2 separate regions of the Triticum aestivum genome follow, and region 2 is linked to region 1. A link is a contact called in public Hi-C data. All regions are on one chromosome and are shown on one strand. Each heading gives the region's core, a stretch centred on a gene start, on an enhancer-like site or on the middle of the called end of the contact. The rest is flanking DNA. Distances are from core to core; before and after follow the strand shown.

Region 1 (5,424 bases), core at 1,282-3,781:
TATGTGTTGCAATTTTTTAGGAATACGCTATTTGCCGCACGTCGCAGCCAACTGTCGGGGCTCCGGAGAGGTCGCCCCTGACAGGGCAGGCCATTTTTTAATATTTTTTCCTTTTTTGTTATTTTATTTCCATTCGTTTTACGCTTTCCTTTTTCTTTTCCTTTTTTTGTTTTCTTTGTTTTTCTTTAAAATTTCCTTTTTCCTTTTTTGTTTTCGTTTTCAAGTTTGCTTTTTCCTTTTCAAACTTGTTTAAATTTTTGAAATATTATCCATTAATTGAAAAAATATTCTCATTTTTTCACAATCTAAAAGATGTTTGAGAAATTAAGAAAATAATTGTAGTTTTTAAATTTTGTTCACAATGTCAAAAAATATTTCATTTTTCAAAAATACTTCATGATTTCCTAAAATATTCAGCAATTTGAAAAAATATCTGCGGTTGAAATTGGGTGCCCAATTTTAAAAAATGTCCCCTTTTCCTATTTTTTGTTCAGGAGTTTCAAAAAATGTTCACAGTTTCATTGTTTGTTCATAATTTTGAAAAATATTCTTGTGTTTTCAAATTTGTTTTCAAATTGAAAAAATGTTTGGAATTACAAAATTGTTCACATTTAAAAAATGGAATTTCGGAAAACAAATTATGTTTTCAAAATTGTTCATGGTTTCCAAGAAATGTTTGAAACTTTACAATAAATGATTTTGACTCTGTTGTTGTTGTCTATCCTTAAAGATTCGTGCTACATGCTAGTCACCAGCAACCATCAATTCGAGTGGTGCATGCGGTCAGTTCTTGTGGTCGCAAGTTCGAGTTCTAGCAAGCGCCCTCTTTTAGGATTTTTGGCATCGCGTTGTTGTGCTCAACTCGCTTCGATTCTATGTTAGTGGGCCAGCCGAGCCATGGTCCCCTACGCGGTGCATGCTATATTGGATGCAGTGGACGTCCCAATAGAAGCTCTCCTTTCGCCTGGTCATTACAATGGGAGTCGGGCAGATCCTATTTGACGCCCGCAGGCGTCAAAAGGAGGTGGCTCCGCTGAAGCCTGGACACCAGACCCCCTATTTGGGCCGGCCCACGGTCGCGATGCTTTTTCTTATTTTTCCTGTTCCTTTCATTTCTTTTTTTCTGTTTGTATTTCTTTTCTTTTCTTCGTATTTATTTTTTTCTTTGTGTTTCTTTTTCGTGTATTATACACATTCCATTGCATATTTATATATCAAAATGTTCATCGTATACTTAAGAAAATGTTCATTGTGTACTTTAAAATTGTACAACACATATTCACAAAATGTTCAATCAGTATTTGAACATTGTTCAGCGTATGTCACCAAAATGTTCAATGTGTATTTAAATACTTGTTCAGCGTATATTATAAAATGCTTAGTGTGTATTTCAAAATTGTTCAGCGTATATCACAAAATGTCCAATGTATATTTATAAATTGTTCATCATTTGAAATTTGATTTATTGTTCATGTTTTGAATAAATGTTGACGTTTTTAAAAGTTTGATCAAATTTAGAAAAAACAATCACGATTTCAAACTCTATTTAAAAAATAAGATTCTTTTCATTTTCCCCAAGAAATGTTGAAAAGTTTGAAAAGAGAAACGAATTTTCAATTGATCAGGCGATGTAATTTTGTTCTTATAGTCGTGCGCCGGAAATCTATTACTAGAACACGTCAGGTCTATTGGTTTGGAAGAGCTATACACTAGTCGTAATTCACGAGTATACTTAAGAAAATGTTCATCGTATACTTAAGAAAATGTTCATTGTGTACTTTAAAATTGTACAACACATATTCACAAAATGTTCAATCAGTATTTGAACATTGTTCAGCGTATGTCACCAAAATGTTCAATGTGTATTTAAATACTTGTTCAGCGTATATTATAAAATGCTTAGTGTGTATTTCAAAATTGTTCAGCGTATATCACAAAATGTCCAATGTATATTTATAAATTGTTCATCATTTGAAATTTGATTTATTGTTCATGTTTTGAATAAATGTTGACGTTTTTAAAAGTTTGATCAAATTTAGAAAAAACAATCACGATTTCAAACTCTATTTAAAAAATAAGATTCTTTTCATTTTCCCCAAGAAATGTTGAAAAGTTTGAAAAGAGAAACGAATTTTCAATTGATCAGGCGATGTAATTTTGTTCTTATAGTCGTGCGCCGGAAATCTATTACTAGAACACGTCAGGTCTATTGGTTTGGAAGAGCTATACACTAGTCGTAATTCACGAGTTCCAGTTCTCTTGCTTGCGCAACAGTTTCCTGGTGACTTTTTTGTACGCTCGTTGATTTTGGTAGCTCTAACTGGGCCGGCCCGTTCGCGGTGCTGTTCAGCGAAGGCTCAACAGCCTGACGCTCGCGACCGTCAGCCCATTACCTCTTTATCTCACATTTTCACTACACATGCTCGGCTCGGGAGATTCGCGGTCCTGGCGCCTGCAGCGCCCCGCGCTGGGCCGGCCCACGAAACACGCACACCAGTGAACCCAAAAGGCTCGCAAAAGAAGGAAAAAAAACATTGGTCTCTGCAAGCTTCGAACTCACCACCTCCCGTTAGCGTGCAGGTGCAGCCAACCACACAAGCTACTTGTTGTTTGTGTTTAGTAACAGCGGTAAACATCTCTATTATTAAAGAAGGATCGAACGTCGTGATGGTTCAACCTCGATCGATGGTTCGACCTCGCCTTCGCTACCTCCACCTTATTCGACAAAAATCGCAGGAAATAGAACCCCACGTTCCATGGTAGCGAAAAAATCGAGATAACCCACACGTTCTCCACCTTCTCCCCGACCTGTCCATCTCATCTCCAGATCTCTTTGGCACAAACCTGAACGACCCGGCTCTCTCCTCTCCTCGCGACCGCGCGGCGCCCTCCCTCTCTAGGTTGGCCATAGCCCGAGCCCCCGGGCGACGACCGTCCGAGCCACTCTACCGTCATGGATTGAAGGAGGCAGCGGCGGGGGGCGGTGCGGATCCCATCTTACCCTCCACCGTCACGTATGAAAGGAAGCCATGGCAACCAGCTGTCCGAATCCAATCCTCCGCCTGGCAATTATGTGCGGCTCCTTCCGCCGGAGCTTCTCTGCACATGTACATTGTCTCGTCGGTCTCTTCATCCCTTCCGTCGGCACGCACCGGCGCTGCTGACCCGTGGTTGACCAGCAGCGGAGGCGTGTGTCAGGAGTCTCCAGCCGCTGCATGCTACATTATCAGGTTTGATCTTCTGTTAAATCTTGATCCCTTCAGTTTCCGTTTGGAATATTCCATTCTTGTTAGTGATCATCAGGGATGCCATCAGCCCTCATATCTGGACAGATATATGGGATTTTTCATCTGTGTGTGGTTCAATTGGCATATTATTAGCCATCTGATAAAATTGCCTAAAGGTGACCGCCGAATACCATCCCCTCACCGATGAGGCCTAGAAGATGGTTAAACTCTCACAAGGTGAACACCATGGGGTAAAGCTAGCTTATAATTTAGCGGCGGCGTGGTGTCATCATGGTCGGAGGAGGCAACTCATATGGGGATGCCAAGGTGATCAATCAGAATTCTATCGCTGCTGTTGCACAAAATATCTTTACAGCTGCTATTTTTTTAAATATCCCAAATACAGATTATTTTGTCAATGCAACAAAATGATCAATCTCAATCTGGGACAATGCATTACTCATGGTATACTTAATAATTAAGTGGAGTTCCAAAAGCGACGGTGATGGTTGTGCCACCACCAACAGCAGAGAAGAAAGAGGCGTGGCAGTGGTGGTGCAAAAAGAGCGATAGAGAAGTGGGAGGAAACTAAGTAGCGGCATTGGTGTAAGGAGTAAGGAAGAAGGGGAGAGCATGGAGAGCAAGATGAGGTTCTGGGGAAATGCGACAGGGTAGTCGCTCCCTAAGCCTATCGGCATGACCCAATTCACTCCAATTTTTTTCCAGGTTCAGTTTTGTTAGCATTGGTATTCACATTCTACTATTCAGAGAAAAATATATTCATTATTACAGGATGGAAGTTATCTGTACTTTTGTTTTGTACATTTTTACAGCTATACCTTTTTTAATGCCATTATGGCTTTTTTACAGCTATGCCTTACTGGAAGTGAGCCAGGCCCTTGAAAAAAACTCACGGTAGTCACTTCGTTCAGTAACATTTTTGCATGTATAGCATGTAGGTTTCATTCACATCTAGCAAAAGACTCTCCAGACAACGGAGGTTTGCTTTGTAGACTTTATTTTCTAATACAGTCAAACTTCAACATATATTTACTTTTTTTGTTAATCAATACACACATTCAATTGAACATACTACCCGCAGAAAAGTAGTCAGTCAAACATGCTTGCATTTACTTAGATGGTATATAGGTCCGAATTAATGATTGTAGGTGTTGACATACTATGTACAATGTAAGAGAACGACATGGATGATATATTATTAGAGGAAAAAATGAAAGAATTAGGGTGGATGTTAATTTGCTGGAAGTGAGTACTCCACTACAATGCTTCTAATAGCTTTATAGTTCTATATATGATGCAAACGTATGTGTTCAGGAGCCGTTTTTGCTACGGAACTCTGAAGCAGGTGGTTGAAGTAAACACTGGACGGAGAAAGACTTTGCATATTCTAGCAGCAGACTCAAAGCTGCTGGTGCGAAAACAGAATTTGCACCGTACAACAGGCAAAGCCTCACTATAGAGTTCCGCCTAGGGATACGCTTTTTGCTAAGGTAATTGAGATTTTTTTTGAATGATGATAATAAAGATTTATACCTTTAATACATGTTCCAGCTATACGAGGATGCCAAGGAGATCAATCAGATTTCTTTACACATTAAGACATCTTCATCTTTTATTGCTACTGTTGCAGCACAATAGCTTTACTGTCGCTATTTTTCAGAAAAATGTCCCAATTTACACATTGTTTTGTCAATTTTAATTTTCAAACGGAGGTTTGTTTGGTAGACATTACTTCTAAATATAGTTAAACTTTAACAGATATATACATTCAGCAGAGTCAACTGAACATGCTACCGGCAGAAAGAGTCAATTAAAACATTATGTAGTTTCTTAGTTCTTAGATGGTATGTAGGTCCTGGACTAATAATTGTAGGTGTTGACATACTATTTCTATTGTAAGAGAACTATGTGGATGATGCATCATTAGAAAAAAATTGACAGAATTAGAATGGTTGTTATTCTGATGGACGTGATTACTCCACTACAATGCTTCTAATAGCTTTATAGTTTTATGATGCAAACCTATGTGTTCGGGAGCCTTTTTTTCTACGGAAATCTGAAGCATGTGGTTGAAGTAAATACTGTATGGGGAAAGAGTTTGCATATTCAGCAGCAGTGCAGGCTGCTGGTACGACAACAGAATCTGCCAAGCTGAAGTGAAACACATACGGCAAAC
Region 2 (5,424 bases), core at 1,784-4,283, 310 kb before region 1:
GTGTGCCAAACGTCACAACGTAACTGGGTGGCTATAAAGGTACACTACAGGTATCTCCGAAAGTGTCTGTTGGGTTGGCACGAATCGAGACTGGGATTTGTCACTCCGTGTGACGGAGAGGTATCTCTGGGCCCACTCGGTAGGACATCATCATAATGTGCACAATGTGATCAAGGAGTTGATCACGGGATGATGTGTTACGGAACGAGTAAAGAGACTTGCCGGTAACGAGATTGAACAAGGTATCGGGATACCGACGATCGAATCTCGGGCAAGTATCGTACCGCTAGACAAAGGGAATTGTATACGGGATTGATTAAGTCCTTGACATCGTGGTTCATCCGATGAGATCATCGTGGAACATGTGGGAGCCAACATGGGTATCTAGATCCCGCTGTTGGTTATTGACCGGAGAGTCATCTCGGTCATGTCTGCATGTCTCCCGAACCCGTAGGGTCTACACACTTAAGGTTCGGTGACACTAGGGTTATAGAGATATTAGTATGCGGTAACCCGAAAGTTGTTCGGAGTCCCAGATGAGATCCCGGACGTCACGAGGAGTTCCGGAATGGTCCAGAGGTAAATAATTATATATAGGAAGTGCTATTTCGGCCATCGGGACAAGTTTCGGGGTCACCGGTATTGTACCAGGACCACCGGAAGGGTCCCAGGGGTCCACCGGGTGGGGCCACCTGCCCTGGGGGGCCACATGGGCTGTAGGGGGTGCGCCTTGGCCTACATGGCCAAGGGCACCAGCCCCAAGAGGCCCATGCACCAAAGGGACAAGAGGAGGGGAGAGTCCTAAAGGGGGAAGGCACCTCCGAGGTGCCTTGGGGAGGATGGACTCCTCCCCCCTTTGGACGCACCCTTGCTTGGAGGAAGGGGCAAGGCTGCGCCCTCCCCCCTCTCCCTTGGCCCTATATATAGTGGGGGGAAGGGAGGGCAACCTAACCTAAGCCCTGGCGCCCCCCTCTCCCTCCCATGACACATCTTCCTCCTCCCGCAGCGCTTGGCGAAGCCCTGTTGGAATCCCGCTACTTCCACCACCACGCCGTTGTGCTGCTGGATCTCCATCAACCTCTCCTTCCCCCTTGCTGGATCAAGAAGGAGGAGACGTCGCTGCTCCGTACGTGTGTTGAACGCGGAGGTGCCGTCTGTTCGGCGCTAGGATCATCGGTGATTTGGATCACGACGAGTACGACTCCATCAACCCCGTTCTCTTGAATGCTTCCGCGCGCGATCTACAAGGGTATGTAGATCCACTCCTCCCTCGTTGCTAGATGACTCCATAGATTGATCTTGGTGATACGTAGGAAAATTTTGAATTTCTGCTACGTTCCCCAACAAGTTTAACACGAAGTGATGATGCATGTCCATGCATGTACATATACTGATCTATAACATGAGATCTGGATTGGAATTCACAGAAGTGCTGAACGTAGTGATAGTTTTGGAACGTTTGACAACATGGGGATGATCCAGCAACGGTGAGCTCTTCAACGGCCGCCGCGGCGGAGCCCGCAACTCAACGGTGGCTGTGTCGTCGGTGGAGGACACAACTCGACGACGGCTGTGTCGTCGGCGGCAACGACTCCACGATGGTGCGCCATGCATAAGGTCCTGAAATTTTGATGCATGGAGGGGTATATGCATGGTTGACATCGGCCATGGCTGCTGATCGAAGAATTCAGTTTGATTGAAAAAACAATCAGGAAAAGTTTGAAAGATTTTGTCCGCCGGATGAATACCTTGTAACATGCATCGACGCTCATAATCCCAGTCGGCTGGGATTGCCAACACGGCCGCAACAAAATTTGATTCACGTAAGTATCGGATCTCTTTTTCTAATATGGTGAGCTGCCATAGAACGTACTGCTTGCCGGCAGCCAGATTTGTTAGGTGTCTATTGGACGTGACATAGTTATATCCATGCATGAAAATAGGAACTACACGGTTGATTACTTTATCGGGTGGAGAGAAAAAAAGTTCCAGAACCAAACCCGTTAATCAAAGCGCCATCAGAGACGAGATCAAACGGCATTGGGCATGGGGGTAACTACTACCGATGGTAGTAGTGATTTTCCTATATATATATATATATATATATATATATATATATATATTGTTATATAATATACCCTATCTTCCACACCCAGTGACCAGTGTTTAATTGCTCACAAAGTTTGGAAAAAAAGGTCGCCCATCGATGAGAAACTACCCACACAAACGCTTGTGCGCGCTACGCCAGCCAAGCCCGCAGACCCGCTGTGGATTTCCCTGCAGCTCGTCGCCGGCGGCGCGACGACCTTGAAGTTTGAGTTGCTCTCGTACAGGCTCTGGGTCCCGTGACGACGTCGTCGTTGGTCAGCTCCCGCGACGTCATAGTCAGGCGCATCCGCGCATGATTGTCATTCTCCACCGAGTAGCCAAACCGGAGCAGGTCGTCCATCTCGTGCACCCGCCACCGATCCCTAAGGCTGGTCATAGTGGGAGTAACATAGGTAGTAACATAGATGCCACATAAGTAAAAATGATGATGTGGCAAGTAGTTAATGAGGAGAGAGGCAAATAGAGTAACATAATATATTACCATCACATAGCGGTTTCCAATGCATAATGAGTCTACAAAATAATAAATAAAGACAACTATGTTACCACACCTATGACACTACCCACTATGAAGGTAGTAACATAGACTAGTAACATATGTATGTTACTAGTCTAAGTTACTCCCCGCTATGACCAGCCTAATCGACAGCCGCGTCCAGTGACGCACGCAACACGAAGCCGCTGAGCACCCACGCCTCCAATGCGTCCAGGTAGAATCGCCCATTAATTAGTCGGCGAGAACGCGTGCGCCAGCATGCCCAGGGCCCGACGAATGCCCCGCCGCCTCATGGTCGCCGGCGTAGAGCCCGATAGCGGACACCGGACGTCGAATCCGCAAAGTTGAGTGTGTTAAGGGCCCAGGACATGCCACAGGCCCAGGAGTAGCGACCCAGGAAGAATGCTAGCCCGAGAAGAGACGAAGGCAACCAGCTAAGTGTTACGCGTCGAACAAGTGGGCTAGGTAGTATATATGTCGCATCATCAAGAGGATGTGGAACTCGGCCATTGGTTGAACGGCTCTGCCGTCAGCTTGTAAGGGGAGAAACCTGTAACTAGCTACTGCAATTCGAATACTGAAGCAATTCCCTCTTGATCCCCTTTCCTCCAAAGCAATTCCTTGAGGTTAGTAGCTAGTTGCTAACAATTGGTACTCAGAGCCAAAAATTCCTCATCCACGCTGGAGAATACTCACGACACGCGGCTGGCGGCAGCAGCGGCGCGCCGGCGACAGGAACTAATGGATCACCTAACGCCTGAGGGCGAGGCGATTTATGAGACGATTACTCAGGCAAGCGAGGTGGCTCATCTCCGCCACCAGAAAGAGCTCGACGCGCTTATTGTGAAGATCGTGGGGAGCGCAGTGGAGGCAGCGGTGTCGCGCTCTGTTGGAGCGGTGGTCGATAAGGCCGTCGAGGCGGCGATGGAGACGGTCGTCAATGACCTCCAGGCGTACACCAATGGCGCCGAGGCGGAGCTACTCAAGCAGATCCAGGACCTGCGCATCGCCAAGGGCACCTCCTTCCGCACTAGAGAGATGGAGGGGTGCGAGCGCTCGCCGAAGGGGCCGCCAGATGCAGGCGTCACGGGGCTTCGTGCATCCACGCAAGTTCGGGGTACATGAACATCTGCATCGTACATTCCACCTCCATCTCGAGGTACAGCAGAATTACCCCGCCGAACATCTTCCTTCTCCAGTTTGCTGAATCGCGAGCGTCGGAGTGATTCATCGTCTTCGTCGGGACATTCTGGGCATGGGAAACTACCATCGGTCGATTTTCTGAGGTTTGATGGAGAAAATCCAAAGTTGTGGCAGACTCTGTGCGAGGATTATTTTGACATGTTCGACACCAATCCTGATTTGTGGATTGCAGTGGCCGCGATGCAGTTTGAAGGGCCGGCAGTGCATTGGCTTTCTTCTGTACAACACAAGTTTGTACGATCCTCTTGGGAAGAATTTTGTGCTGCTGTGCTCAATCGGTTTGGCCGGAATCGGCACCAAACACTAGTGTGTAAATTGTATCGTTTGCATCAGACTGGAGCTATAGAAGAGTATATCAAGCAGTTCTCTGAACTTATGGATCATCTATCCGCGTACGAGCCTGAACCAGATATGCTGCACTACACCCACTAGGTTTGTGGATGGATTAAAATTCAATGTGCGCATGGTGGTGGCTGTTCAACGCCGCCCATGATTTGGATACATCATATTCCATTGTTGTTGTACATGAGGAGGTGGGTGACAGTGAACCTGAACTCACCCAAAGACAACTCAACAAGCGCTCCAGTTATTCTGCTCTAGTTAGACAGTATAAGCAACAATCTGAATACAAGACACTAGCAGAAGCAAAACATACCGATTCACAATGAGTGACTTCTCCTTTTGATGACAAGCTAGCAACTCTTAAAGCATATAGAAGGGACAAAGGTTTGTGCTACATCTATGGTGAAAAATGAGGCCGGGACCACAAATGTAACACCACAGTTCAACTTCATGTGGTGCAAGAGCTCTTGGAATTTTGTGCTGGTGATACTGCAGATTCTGATGACAGTGAGGTAGATTTGATGGTGTTATCTGCTGAAACTCAGTCAGCTGATCTGGCTACCAATGCTATTAAGCTGCATTGTTAGGTTGCAGGGCAGGAAGCTGTGTTTCTCTTGGATTCTGGCAGCTCTCACTCCTTCCTTAGTGAGAGGCTGGCAGCGGTTATGGCAGGGCAGCAGCAGTTGAGTAAAGCTTAGAGGGTCAGAATTGCAGGAGGGGGTCAATTATTATGTACCAAATGGGTTCCAAAATGTGGCTGGTTAGTGGGAGGACATAAATTTGTGATAGATTTCAAGGTGTTATCTCTGCAGCACTATGATGGCATAATTGGCATGGATTGGCTGTCAGCTCAGGGGACTATGAGTGTCAATTGGATGAAGAAATGGTTGTCTTTTGATTGTAGAGGCAGTAGAGTGTTTCTGCAAGGTGATCTTCCTTCTGAATGTGATTTTACTGTTGTAGAAATTCAGTTAATTTAAGGAACATCTGACACAAAAGTGACAGTCCTGGGTGAGGTACCTGAGGAGATACAACAAGTTATTGATTCCTTTGCACAGGTGTTTGAACCACCCACTGGTTTGCCTCCTCGTCGCTCGTGTGATCATAAAATTCCATTGATGGAAGGTGCTCAACCAGTCAATATCAGACCGTATTGTTACTCTCCTAAACTCAAGACGGAAATTGAAAAACAAGTGAAAGAAATGCTAGCATCTGGTGTTATTTCTCCAAGCACGAGTCCATTTGCTTCTCCCATTATTTTGGTCAGGAAAAAA

The links. A called contact is a pair of places that touch in the nucleus more often than the background predicts.
Region 2: a Hi-C map of leaf shows a contact between it and region 1, with 5 times the contacts expected there. The contact joins two enhancer-like sites. A contact is called at or near these places in 2 of 5 Hi-C or Micro-C datasets (both in leaf).

The regions. Positions count from the first base shown.
Region 1 is chr6A:210,314,303-210,319,726 of IWGSC CS RefSeq v2.1, reverse strand. No RefSeq gene overlaps it. Among protein-coding and RNA genes, the nearest start is that of LOC123130565, 65 kb to the right of the region's middle. Within about 2 kb of position 2,531, at least 8 of the 8 cell types and tissues checked have an H3K27ac peak or open chromatin away from gene starts, as enhancers often do. A contact at or near this core is called in leaf, where this site is marked.
Region 2 is chr6A:210,626,055-210,631,478 of IWGSC CS RefSeq v2.1, reverse strand. No RefSeq gene overlaps it. Among protein-coding and RNA genes, the nearest start is that of LOC123127288, 25 kb to the right of the region's middle. Within about 2 kb of position 3,033, at least 7 of the 8 cell types and tissues checked have an H3K27ac peak or open chromatin away from gene starts, as enhancers often do. A contact at or near this core is called in leaf, where this site is marked.